Linked DNA regions of Macaca mulatta: region 1 is linked to region 2. Evidence: chromatin contacts called from public Hi-C data. All regions are on one chromosome and are shown on one strand. The core of a region is the stretch at or near the end of the contact, and the rest is flanking DNA. Distances in the headings are between cores, read along the strand shown. Region 1 has its middle 6.2 kb from the start of BBC3. Region 2 overlaps NPAS1 (neuronal PAS domain protein 1).

The links. A called contact is a pair of places that touch in the nucleus more often than the background predicts.
Region 1: a Hi-C map of fetal cortex germinal zone shows a contact between it and region 2, with 2.3 times the contacts expected there. The contact joins two enhancer-like sites. A contact is called at or near these places in 3 of 14 Hi-C or Micro-C datasets (fetal cortex germinal zone, fetal cortical plate and liver).

What each region holds. Positions count from the first base shown.
Region 1 is chr19:59,726,278-59,732,975 of T2T-MMU8v2.0, reverse strand. No RefSeq gene overlaps it. Among named protein-coding and RNA genes, the nearest start is that of BBC3, 6.2 kb to the right of the region's middle. Within about 2 kb of position 1,840, at least 22 of the 40 cell types and tissues checked have an H3K27ac peak or open chromatin away from gene starts, as enhancers often do. A contact at or near this core is called in fetal cortex germinal zone, where this site is marked.
Region 2 is chr19:59,502,787-59,509,211 of T2T-MMU8v2.0, reverse strand. It overlaps NPAS1 (neuronal PAS domain protein 1), which reads right to left. Exons shown (of 13, transcript XM_077980601.1): 4 at 5,768-6,003. Among named protein-coding and RNA genes, the nearest start is that of NPAS1, 17 kb to the right of the region's middle. Within about 2 kb of position 4,436, at least 4 of the 40 cell types and tissues checked have an H3K27ac peak or open chromatin away from gene starts, as enhancers often do. A contact at or near this core is called in fetal cortex germinal zone, where this site is marked.

The DNA.
Region 1 (6,698 bases), core at 591-3,090, 230 kb before region 2:
CACACACCATCACACTGACACACAATCCATCAAGTGACACACAATAGCACACACTGACACAACCACCACCATAATGTGTGAACCCCCGACACAACAGCACACTAACATAGACCTACAGAGGACTCCAGCACACACACAGTCACACAAACACCCAACCCGCCCATCCCTGCCCTTGCCCCAGGAAGCTGTGTTAGATGTGGGACGGTGGGGGAGGGATGCGCTGTGTGTGTGTGTGTGTGTGCGTGTGCGTGTGTGTGTGCGCCAGCGCGGGCTGTGCCTCCCCCTCCCAGCCCTTCCCCGGGGGCGGGGCCGTGCGGCAGCCGCTGTTACCGGGTAAACTTCCCCGCCCCCCCCCAGCGCGGCCATTAGTCAACTCCCCCCCCCAGGATGATGTCATCGCCTCATTCTGGAGGCTGAGTAATCCTCAACTCCGCCCCGCCAGGTACCAGGGTAGGGGCGGGCCGCACCTGGGCTCACCAAGTCTGGAGCTGGGATCTGGAGCTGCAGGCGGCGCTGCCTTAGGTCTCCCGGGGAGGGAGGGGACTGAGGAATTGGGCCTCTCTGAAGTGGCCCAGCCATGCACGTTAGGGTCTCTCGAGACTGGGGGCTCCCAGTCCGGATCCACGGGGCCAAGTAAAGGTGCTGCAGGGCTGGATCTTCCAGACCTGGGGGTCTGGGACTGGGGAGGGCCCCCTAACCTCTCCACTACCCCCTCGTCCCCAGCTACACCACTGTGAGGGGCTGGGTCGCTTGACCAAGTGTCTGGGGAATCTGAGACCCGGGGCTTGGACTTCTGGGGTCCTTGGCACTATGAGGCCTGGGACCCTGGCGCAGGGTGGGGGGTCGGTGCCAACAGGTAAGGAGAGCGACTCTGAAGTCCGATGCCCACGTCCTGGGAGATCAACCACCTGGACTCCGGAGAAAAGGGCTCATAGGGGTGGGAAGTGGGCAGGTCTGCACCCTGGGGCTGGGCAGGTGGTCCCACCTAGGTAAATTGGATGCCTGAGGGTCTGGTGACTGTTAGGGGCAGGAGTGTCTCCCATCATCAGTGTGGTGAGGGCCAAGATGCCCAGGAGCTCTGTGACATCTTAGGGTCGGGAGCCCAAAGGCCTGAGTCCGCGTTTCTTGTGGAAGTGGGATGTTTAGCCCTAGTTTTCCTGGGATCAGACATGGCTGTGTCCCCTTCTGGGGGGACCCTCAGTTTTTGTGTCCCGGAGCTGGGACATCTGCATCTCCTAAGAGGAGGGGGTTCATATCCTTGTTTTCACGGGTTCAGGCATGCCTGCGTCCTTTGGGGGTGCAGTGACACCCCTATTTTTATAGGGTCAGGACGCCTGGGTTCGATTCTGGAAGGGAACTTCAGCCGCTATGTTCAAGAGCCACCATACCTAATCCTGTTTTGCGGGGTGGGGCGGGGGAACAACCAGTCCCTGTCTTCATGGAGTCAGGGTGCTCAGGTCTCCTTGTGGGAGGAGGGCCCTTGGTGTCTGTTTGCACAAGGCCAACTCCAGGTTGCCATTCTGGGAGTAGGAACAGAATGCGCAACCCCGTTTCCAACCCATCCCAACTGCCCATCCTCACCCGAGAGTGCGGGGCAGGGGAGCAGGGAGGTGGATGGTGCACAGCCCGGGTATCACCCAGCCGGTCGCAGGTTTGCAGGCCGCGCGCCCGGCAGCTCCCCGGGGCCCGGCTCCCCGCCCCCCGTGCCGAGGGCTCCCCCAGATCCGGGCGGACGCGGCGGTGGCCAATGAGCTCGCTCGCCGTCTCCGGGAGCTGGGCCGGCTCTGCCCGCCTGGCATTGGGCACGCGGTGGGCAGCGGCGGGCGGGGCCTAGGGGGTCCTCGCGCCTGGTTGGGCCAGGCTTGTTGCTGGGTAACGGGGCGGCGAGTTTCCCCTGGCAACGGCGGCGGGTACCGCTCACTGGCTGGCCGGGAAGGAAGGGGGGCGCGGGCGCAGGCAGGCCCCGCAGACCCCAGCAACAGCGCGCGGCCCCCGCCCCGCCGGGAAGCGGTAACCTTCACACGCGCGCCGGCCGCTCGGACCCTGCGGACGCCCGCGCCCCCGCCCAGCCCCCACCCGGCCCCGGTCCAGCCTCCGGGCCTGCAGGGTCGACCACACCGAGGGGACCCGGGAGACCCCCTCCCCACCGCGGAAAGCCAGGACTCAGACCCTGCAGTGAAAAGTTAAGTCCTTCCCAACTCCCTCTCCCCAGGCTGCGAAATCTGCTTCCCCAGAATGGCAGACAAGATCTTGGAGATGAGACGGTTTTAGGTCTGCAGTCAACCAGCTCTATTTTGTCTCACCAACACTTCACATCCGGCTTACTACCTCCGGGCACTATTCTAAGTATGTTACAAATACGAACTCATTTCATCTTCACAATATTTTTGGTCCTGCCTGTGCCGATCCCTTTTGGACAGAGAGGGAAACTGAGGCACAGAGCAGGGAAGCTGCTTGCTCAAGGTCATAATTTGAACCCATGTCGGGTTCAAATGACTCCAGCGCCCGGGCACGTTATCGTTCCTCTGTGCTGTGAGCCCGTGGGAGAGGCATTAACGTTCAAAATAAGAAACTTCACAGTCAAGAAAACACACTCGTGGCCGCCCTGTGGGCCACCAGTTTGAGACCACGGCCTCACCATGAGCATCTGTGCAAATAGACACCAGCTGTCTTCCTCCCAGAAGGAGACCTGGGCATCCTGACCCCATGAACACAGGGACTGGTCGTCTCTACCCAAACTGGATTCAGGCATCATGGTTTTTGAACATAGGGCTGATGATCCTTCCCAGAAGAGAATGCAGGCATCCTGGCCCCATAAAAATAGGGGTCCTGGGCCGGGTTCAGTGGCTCAGGCCTGGAATCCCAGCACTTCGGGAGGCCTAGGCAGGTGGATCACCTGGGGTCAGGAGTTCGAGACCAGCCTGGCCAACATGGCAAAACCCTGTCTCTATTAAAAATACAAAAATTATCCAAAAGTGGTGGTGCATGCCTGTAGTCCCAGCTACTCAGGAGGCTGAGGCAGGAGAATTACTTGAACCTGGGAGGCGGAGGTTGCAAGTGAGCCAAGATATCGCACCACTGCACTCAAGCCTGGGCAACGGTGAGACTCCATCTCAAAAAAAAAAAACCGAAAAACAGAAAAAAAAAACCCCACAAAAATTAGCCAGGCATGGTGGCACATGCCTGTAGCCCTAGCTACTCAGGAGACTGAGGCAGGAGAATCGCTTGAACCTGGGAGGCATAGGTCGCAGTGAGCCAAGATCGTGCCACCGCACTCCAGCCTGGGTGACAGAGCGAGACTTCCTCTCAAAAAAAAAAAAAAAGGGGTCCAGACCGGGCCCAGTGGTTCATGCCTGTAATCCCAGTACTTTGGAAGGCTGAGGTGGGGGAATCACTTGAGCCCAGGAGTCCAAGACCAGCCTGAGCAAAATCGTGAAACCTCATTTTTACTAAAAATACAAAAATTAGCTGGGCGTGGTGGCATGGGCCTGTAGTCCCAGCTACTTAGGAGGCTGAGACAGGAGAATCACCCAAGCCTGGGAGGCGGAAGTTGCAGTGAGCCAATATCGTGTCTCTGCATTCAAGCCTGGGTATCAGAGTGGGACCCTGCCTCATAAAAGAGGCAGAGGGGTCCTTAGCTAGAGGTTTCCTTGCTTGGATTCTCAGAGTCAAGGGACTCCCACACTGGTAATAGTAATGATAGGTAAAATATATTAAACATCCACCATGCCCCAGTACTTTTATTGTTTAATTTTTTTGTTTGTTTATTTATAAAACAGGGTCTCTTTATTTTATTTATTTATTTATTTTTGAGACAGAATCTCACTCTGTCGCCCAGGCTGGAGTGCAGTGATGGGATCATAGCTGTCTGTGGCCTTGGCCTCCTGGGCTCAAGCGATCCTCCTTCCTCAGCCTCCCAAGTACCTGGGCCCACAGGTGCACACCACCACACCTGATTAATTTTTTAATTTTTTGTAGAGTTGGGGGTCTCACTATGTTGCCTAGGCTGGTCTGAAACTCCTGGGCTCAAGTGATCCTCCTGCCTCAGTCTCTCAGAGTGCTGGGATCACAGGCATGAGCCACTGTGTGCCTGGCCCAGTGTTTTATCTTTATTCACCTTCTGACTACACATCCTATGAGGTAGCGACCTGTGCTGTCTTAACTCACAGATGAGGAAACTGAGGCACAAAGCTGTGACCAATTCCCCCAACATCACCCACAGCCAGTAGGTGGCACAGGGGATTCTAACTCAGGCCATCTAGACTCACAGCCCACAGTCTTTTGTGAGGACTGTATGCGGGCGTGGGAAACCAAGGCAGGAGAATGGGTTCAGGCCAGGAGTTCGAAACACGCCTGGGCAGGCAACAACCTCATCTCTACAAAAAATTAAAAAATTAAGGCCGGGCACGGTGGCTCAAGCCTGTAATCCCAGCACTTTGGGAGGCCGAGACGGGCGGATCACGAGGTCAGGAGATTGAGACCATCCTGGCTAACATGGTGAAACCCCGTCTCTACTAAAAAATACAAAAAACTAGCCAGGCGAGGTGGCGGGCGCCTGTAGTCCCAGCTACTCGGGAGGCTGAGGCAGGAGAATGGCGTAAATCCGGGAGGCGGAGCTTGTAGTGAGCTGAGATCCGGCCACTGCACTCCAGCCTGGGCGGCAGAGTGAGACTCCGTCTCAAAAAAAATAAAAATAAAAATAAAAAATTAGCCAGGCGTGGTGGTGTGCACCTGTAGTCCCACCTACTTGGGAAACTGAGGTAGGAGAATTGCTTGAGCCTAGGAGGTGGAGGCTGCGGTGAGCTGTGATAGTCAGCTGTGATCATGCCACTAGACTCCAGCCTGGGCAACAGTGCAAGACCCTGTCTCAAAAAAAAAAAAAAAGAGGCAGCCCTTAACCCACCCACAAACTTCTTTTTCTTTGCCCACAAGGGTTTTGTGTTGTTGTTTTGCGGGTGGGGGTTGGTTCTTTATTTTTGAGACGGAGTCTTGCTCTGTCGCCCAGGCTGCAGTGCAGTAGCACGATCTTGGCTCACTGCAACCTGGGCCTCCCGGGTTCAAGCGATTCTTCTGCCTCAGCCTCCTGAGTAGCTGGAATTACAGGCATGTGCTACCGCACCCAGCTAATTTTTGAATTTTTAGTAGAGACAGGGTTTCACCATGTTGGCCAGGCTGGTGTTTTGTTTTGCTTTTGAGATAGGGTCTCGCTCTGTTGCCCAAGCCGGAGTACAATGGTGCGATCACAGCCGACTGCAGCCTTGAACTCACAGGCTCAAGCGTTCCTCCCACCTCAGCCTCCCAGTTAGGTTCCTGCATGTTGCCCAGGCTGGTGTGGAACTCCTGGGCTCAGGCAATCCGCCTTCCTCGGCCTTCCACAATACTGGGATTACAAGCGTGAGCCACCACGCCTAGCTGTAGGGAGGACTTTGACTAGTGACAATGCTTATGGCCAAATAGACTCTTGGCCTCTCCCCGTCTTTTCTACCTCCAGCCACCAAGCCAGATTCCCATTATCTTTCTTTTTTTTTTTTTTTTTTTTTTTTTTTGTGAGACGGAGTCTCGCTCTGTCGCCCGGGCTGGAGTGCAGTGGCCGGATCTCGGCTCACTGCAAGCTCTGCCTCCCGGGTTTACGCCATTCTCCTGCCTCAGCCTCCCGTGTAGCTGGGACTACAGGCGCCCCCCACCTCGCCCGGCTAGTTTTTTGTATTTTTTTAGTAGAGACGGGGTTTCACCGTGTTAGCCAGGATGGTCTTGATCTCCTGACCTCGTGATCCGCCCGTCTCGGCCTCCCAAAGTGCTGGGATTACAGGCTTGAGCCACCGCGCCCGGCCGATTCCCATTATCTTTCACACTCATTTTCTTCTCAAAAGAACATTACAGGCTGGTGCGGTGGTTCACACCTGTAATCTCAGCATTTTAGGGGGTCAAGGAGGGAGGATTGCTTGAGGGCTGGAGTTTGAGACCAGCCTGGGCAACATGGTGAAACCCTGTCTCTACAAAGAAACAAAGAAAGAAAGAACATTCCGGGGCCGAGCATGGTGGCTCATGCCCATAATCGAGGCACTTTGGGAGGCCAAGGAGGGAGGATCACTTGAGCCCAGGAGTTTGAGACCAACCTGGGCAACATGGTGAGACTCCATCTTTATAAAAAAAAAAAAAAAGAAAAAAGAAGAAGGAGAAGAAGGAGGAGGAGGAAGAGGAGGATGAGGAGGAGGAGGAGGAGAAGAAGAAAGAAGAAGGAGGAGGAGGAGGAGGAAAATAAGAAAAGAATATTACAGGCTGGGCATAGTGAATCATACTTGTAATTCCAGCACTTTGGGAGGCCAAGGCAGGCGGATCATCTGAGATCGGGAGTTTGAGACCAGCCTGGCCAACATGGTGAAACCCCATCTCTACTAAAACTACAAAAATTATTAGCTGGGCATGGTGGCACATGCCTGTAATCCCAGCTACTCAGAAGGGTGAGGCAGGAGAATCACTTGAACCCAGGAGGTGGTGGTGGTTGCAGTGAGCAGAAATCGGGCCACCACATTCCATCTTGGGCGACACAGCGAGACTCCATCTCAAAAAAAAAAAGAGAACATTCCAGTACATCTGACCTCTGGGTATCTGCCCTGCAATGGGCAGTCTGGACACTGCTCAGTGAGTGAGAGGTGTGAAGTACAGGCAGGACCATGAGCTAGCAGAGGGCTAGAGAC
Region 2 (6,425 bases), core at 3,187-5,686:
CCCTGTCCCCCACATTCAGCAGGAGACTTTTCAGCACTTCCACATCCGCCCTCCCATGCCCAGAACCCAAACATCGCTCATCCATTTAACAAACACTTGCTGTGGTTCTTATCAGAGCCTGCTCAGTGTCCTCATCTCCTGCACAGAAAGGGAGCATGAGGAGCAGAGAGACGGGAGACCAGGGGCAGACAGAGGGGCCCAGGGACAGAGAGGGGGGACACAGGGGCAGAGAGATGGGAGACCAGGGGCAGACAGAGGGGGGCCCAGGGACAGAGAGAGGGGGACACAGGGGCAGAGAGATGGGAGACCAGAGGCAGACAGAGGGGGACCCAGGGACAGAGAGGGGGGGACCTGGTGGGAGAGAGAGGGAGGACCTGGTGGCAGAGTTGGTGGGGGAGACGCAGGGGCAGAGAGAGGGGGACCCAGGGGCAGAGAGAGTGGGAAACTGGGTGGAGAGGGGGGACCAGGGGCAAAGGGCAGAAGCCAAGACCTCTTCCAGGTTCCCAGGTCTCCCCTGTCACCTGCCCTTCTCAACTGCCCTGAGGGGATGTGTTGACCCTGGGTCCTGGAGAGAAGAGGCTGGGGCTTCATCACCCAGGGAAGTCGGGGAGAGGGGTCCTTCACATGCCCCATCGTCAAAGCGCTGCAGGTCTGAGGGCTGCATGGGGGTGAGCACCATGGGGTGGGGCAGTGCCGGGTCACCTCTGCCTTTACTTTCCTCAGCCTCATCTGTAAAACTGGTCTACAGTGATAGAGCTGAATAGGCTAGTGCATACAGTAGGTGCCTAATACTGGGAGTCATGCCACCATTCACCATTCTCTTTTTTTTTTTTTTTGAGACGGAGTCTAGCTCTGACACCCAGGCTGCAGTGCAGTGGCGCGATCTCAGCTCACCAAAATCTCTGCCTCCAGGTTCCAGCGATTCTCCTGCCTCAGCCTCCCAAGTAGCTGGGATTACAGGTGCCCACCACCACAGATGGCTAATTTTTGTATTTTTAGTTGAGACGGGGTTTCACCATATTGGTCAGGCTTGTCTCGAACTCCTGACCTCAGATGATCCATCCACCTCGGCCTCACAAAGTGCTGGGATTACAGGTGTGAGCTGAGTGCTTTTACAGGTGCTTTTCTTTTCAGTATGACTACAGATAACATCAGGGCACCTTGCCTTTTCTGGTGGTTTCTTGGAGGCCGCCCTCTGTGTCTCTCACACCCACATGCATTTTAAGCAAGTCTCAGGGGTTGGACCTGACCATGTCACCTGTGTCCCACCACCCATGGCCCCAGCCCAGTCTAGCTGCCCACCACACCCTCATCCTCACTGGGCTCCTACTTCCGCCCTCACCACCTCCGTGACTCCCCTCTCACTGCGGGTAACATCCAAACCCCTACCACTGTGCATGAGGCTCTGCACCCAGCAAGCTGATCCCTGCCTGCTTCAGGGCCTTTGCCCCTTCTGTTCCCTCTGCTGAGCCACTCTCTTCCAGCTTTTCTCACAGCTGCTCCCACACCTCTTTGGAGCCTCAGCTCAAGGATTACTTCCTTGGCTGGGCCCAGTGGCTTACACCTGTAATCCCAGCACTCTGGGAGGCTGAGGTGGGTGCATCACCTGAGGTCAGGAGTTCAAGACCAGCCTGGCCAACATGGTGAAACCCTGTCTCTACTAAAAATACAAAAATTAGCTGGGCATGGTGGCGTGTGCTTGTAACCCAGCTACTTGGGAGACTGAGGCAGGCGAATCACTTGAACCTGGGAAGTGGAGGTTTTGCAGTGAGCCGAGATTGCACCACTGCACTCCGGCCTGGGTGACAGAGCAAGACTCTATCTCAAAAAAAAAAAAAAAAGTTACTTCCTCAGCGAGGCTGTGCCTGACCTGTGAGCTAAGAAGTCACCCGCTGGCTGGGCACAGTGGCTCATACCTGTAATCCCAACACTTTGGGAGGCCAAGGTTGGCAAATCATTTGATCCCAGGAATGTGAGACCAGCTTGGGCAACATGGTAAGACCTCGTCTCTATAAAAAATGCAAAAAGTAGCTAGGCGTGGTGGCATGTGCCTGTAGTCCTGGCTACTTGGAAGGCTGAAGTGGGAGGCTCTCTTGAGCCCAGCAGGCAGAGGCTGCAGTGAACCAAGATAGTACCACTGCATTCCAGCCTGGGCGACAGAGCAAGACCCTGTCTCAAAAAAATTTAAAAAGGGCCAGGCGCGGTGGCTCATGCCTGTAATCCCAGCACTTCGGGAGGCTGGGGCGGGTGGATCACCTGAGGTCGGGAGTTCGAGACCAGTCTGACCAACATGGAGAAACCCCGTCTCTACTAAAAATACAAAACTAGCCGGGCGTGGTGGCACATGCCTGTAATCGCAGCTACTAGGGAGGCTGAAGCAGGAGAATCACTTGAACCCAGGAGGTGGAGGTTGCGGTGAGCCGAGGTCATACCATTGTACTCCAGTCTGGGCAACAAGAGTGAAACTCCGTCTATAAATAAATAAATAAATAAATAAATAAATAAATAAAGATGTCACCCCTCCTTCCCTCAACTGCCACAGTCACTCAACAATTTAGTAAGCCCTCATTGTGTCCCAGATGCTATTCCAGGCTCAGCAACCAAGGGGCTGTTAGTGAATGACACAAAATAACAAGATAAATACAGAGTGTCAGATGACAATAAGTGCTATGGGAAGAAAGAAGGCCGTAAAAGCCGGGCGCGGTGGCTCATGCCTGCAATCCCAGCACTTTGGGAGGATAAGGAGGTTAGGAGTTCGAGACCAGCCTGGCCAACATGGTGAAACCCCCCCTCTACTAAAAATACAAAAAATTAGCTGGGCGTGGTGGCGGGCACCTGTAATCCTAGCTATTCAGGAGGTTGAGTCAGGAGAATTGCTTGAACCCTGGAGGCAGAGGTTGTACCACTGCACTCCAGCCTGGGCAACAAGAACAAAACTGCGTTAAAAAAAAAAAAAAAAAAAGGAATGGGGGATGCTGACGTGAGATTTAGGCTGTCTCCTCTCCAGACTCAGACGCTCAGGGCTAGACTCAAACATCTGTTGTCCCATTTCGCAGATGGTGGACTGAGGCTTAGCGAGGCAGAGACCTAGAACCCATTCCTGTAGACCTACAGACCACATATGATGGTTGAGAGGTTGGGGCCAGGTCATCTGGGTTTGAATCCCAGCTGTGTGACTTTGGGCAAACACATCTGTAACTTGGGAACCATGATAGTGCCTCCCTCTGAAAAAGAGTTATTTTGTATACAGGGCTTATCACAGGGTCTGATGCATACATTCTATATGATCACTATTGTTGTTATTATTTTAGGTACTGGGTCTTGCTCTGTTGCCCAGGCTGGAGTGCAGTGGCCCGATCACGACTCACTGCAGCCTCAACCTCCTCAGCTCAAGCAATCCTCCCACCTCAGCCTCTTCAGTATCAGGGACCACAGGCGGGCGCCACCAAACCTGACTTATTTATTTATTTATTTATTTATTTATTTATTTATTTTTATTTTATATATTTTTTGAGACAGAATCTTGCTCTGTCACCAGTCTGGAGTGCAGTGGCGCGATCTCGGCTCACTGCAATCTTCGCCTCCTGGGTTCAAGCAATTCCCCTGCCTCAGCCTACTGAGTAGCGGGGACTACAGGCACATGCCACCGTGCCCAGCTAATTCTTTGTATTTTAGTAGAGACGGGGTTTTACCATGTTGGCCAGGATGGTCTCGAACTCCTGACCTCGTGATCTGCCCGCCTTGGCCTCCCAAAGTGCTGGGATTACAGGCGTGAGCCACTGCGCTCACTCGGCCAGTATTTTTATTTTTGGAGGGACAGGGTTTTGTTATATTGCCCAGGGTTTTGCTATGTTGCCCTGGCTGGTCTCGAACTCCTGGCCTAAAGCGATCCTCCCACCTTGGCGCCCCAAAGTGCTGGGATTACGGATGTGAGCCATGGTGCCCAGCTTATTACTGAGGAGGGCATGGGAGTCCCCTCCCCTTCAGAGAGTGTGACCGACTGCTCTGCTCTGTGGCTTCAGCTAAAACGCTGTCCTCAGCTCCTCCTCTGAACTATGGAAGCAGGTGCTTGGCCTCTTGTTAGGGACTCTGTAGAGCTAGAAATGCCCCTGATCCCCGATTTCCCAATTTTGGGACTATAGGAGTCCACGCAGTACCAAGCACCCCCACACTGTCCTGACCCTACTTCCACTTGGCACCGTGGCCCAAATGGGGTCGATTAAGTCCATGCTGTGCCACGTCAGTGCTGTGACCTCAGCCAGCCCCTGATGCCTCTGAGCCCCGGAATGCCCATCCAGGTAATGGGGGGCTGGACGCCGCCGGGGCTCTCTTAGCCCCCGCCTTCCCCCCCTCCAGCTCGGGGACAATAGACAAGATGTTTATCCCCCGCCGGCGCACATGTTGTTCGCGGTAATGACAGTAATCAGCGGCGCTAATGCCGCATTCTCTCCGCGCCAGTCAATTCGCCTAATTACCGCCTGGGAAGCCGGATTATTTAAATTTAAATGGTGATTTATTGCGAGCTTAATCAATGCTATTTTCTCTCCCCCCTCTTCCCCTGGGACGGGGCAGGAGGGGAATTGGAGCCCCTCCAACCCCACCCTAAGGACACCCTCTTCTCCTGGAGGGGTGGGGACAGGGGTAGCCTGGGGTGCCCTGAGACTTCAGATAAACACCACTCACACCTTATCCTCATAACCGCAAAGCTGTAACAAACACATAAAATAGAAGTAATAATAACAACATAACAACACTTCTATGTCTCAATAATAAAGTCTGAGTAATAATAATAAACTTAGATATTTATCTGTATCTTACAGAGTTTATATTTTTACATATTCTAGATTATACTACTTTGCCTATTTCTTTATTGTGCCTTGGCCACTAGGATGCCAGCCGCTCCGGGGCAGGGACTTCTGTCTAGTTTGTTTCTCCTGCTGGATCCCAGCGCTCAGAAAAGTGCCAGACAGGCAGGAAATGCTCCAAAAGCGGCAGCCCCCACCGCCCCCTCCTCCACGCCCCGAACCCCTCCAGCAGCCCTGCAGGTCACTGCTGCTAACAGCATTGGCAGCATAGCGGTGGCTTGCTCTGAGCTAGGCACTTCCAGGGACTTTGCAAATATGACCTGGTTGATTCTCTGCTCAGCCCCCTGGGGGAGGTTGGACCGTTTGTCCCACTTCACATTAAGGCACAGAGAAGTGAGGCGACCTGCCCGGGGTGGCAAATCTGGGGGGTGGCTGCGCGGCGACAGCAACATGGGGCATCTTCCCGAAGTTCCCCATCTCATCCGCCACATCACACTATCTCCCTCTTGCTCCTCCAACTGGGGGCCCAGACTGTACAGTCCTTGCGTCCCCTCTGGGGCCCCTCAGGTCTGGCTCCAGGGTCTCTCGCCCATTAGCGAGTGGGCGTCCCAAGTCAGGGTGGGTCTCCTCTGTCCCGCTCATGCAGCTGGGAGTCTCTTTGGTTGTAATAATGATTCCTCTCTCCTAATAAAATACAGGAATAGCATTTACCAGTGACCCCTAGCACTGCCAGGACCTTGTTTAGGGCAGAATTCACGAAATCTTCCCAACCTCTGGCGCCCATTTGACAGTTTAATAAACTGAGGCTTGAAGAGCAGAAGCCACCTGATAGGGGCACGCAAAAGTCCTGGCTGACTCCAGAGACAAGCATCTGGGAGAGGGCAGATCCGCAGCTCAGACCCGGGCTGCAGTGACTTGGCCACCGGGGCCCTGGGACCCTTGCACCGCGCATGCGCACTCACCGAGGCCAGCTGGCGGCCCCGCGGCTCTCAGCCCCCAGGGGGGCGCCCCCAGCGCGGCGAACCGGCGCAGGCGGAGGTAGGTGACGCTGAGGCGCACGATGGAAGCCTTGTCCAGCTGGCTCGAGATGGCGCCGGGCAGCGGGAGAAGCTTGGCCAGCTCGAAGAACTCCAGGTTCTCTTTCCCGCGCCGCGAGCGCGCCGCGTTCCGGGACTTCTCCTTGCGCTGCGCCTGCAGGCTGGGCGGGCGGCGCGGAGGAGGTGTCTGCGGGGTCCCGGGGCTCAGGGGCGTGGGAACTGGGGGCGAGCCCCGCCTCCCGGGGCCTTGGGAACGGGACCGGACATTGGGAGTGGATTCTACACCTCTGCAGGTGGGAGCAGACCGGAGTGTGGATTCTACACTTCGGCCCAGGGACAGAACCTCGAGTGTCAATTCTTGGGGGAAGGAGGAGGAAGGGCGAGAGATTAAAGATGTTGGGCGTGAATTCCGAGGACCGGGACTAGAAGCTGAACGCAGGAGAGCGGGCTCAGGACGGTAGTTAACTCAAGGTAAGACCCAGCCCCAAGGGGCGGGGCAGGGAGCTGGGTGTGAACTGCCCCTTGGCATGGAGACAGAACATCGGGTGTGAATTGGTCCCGGGGACGCCTCCCCGGGGGCGGG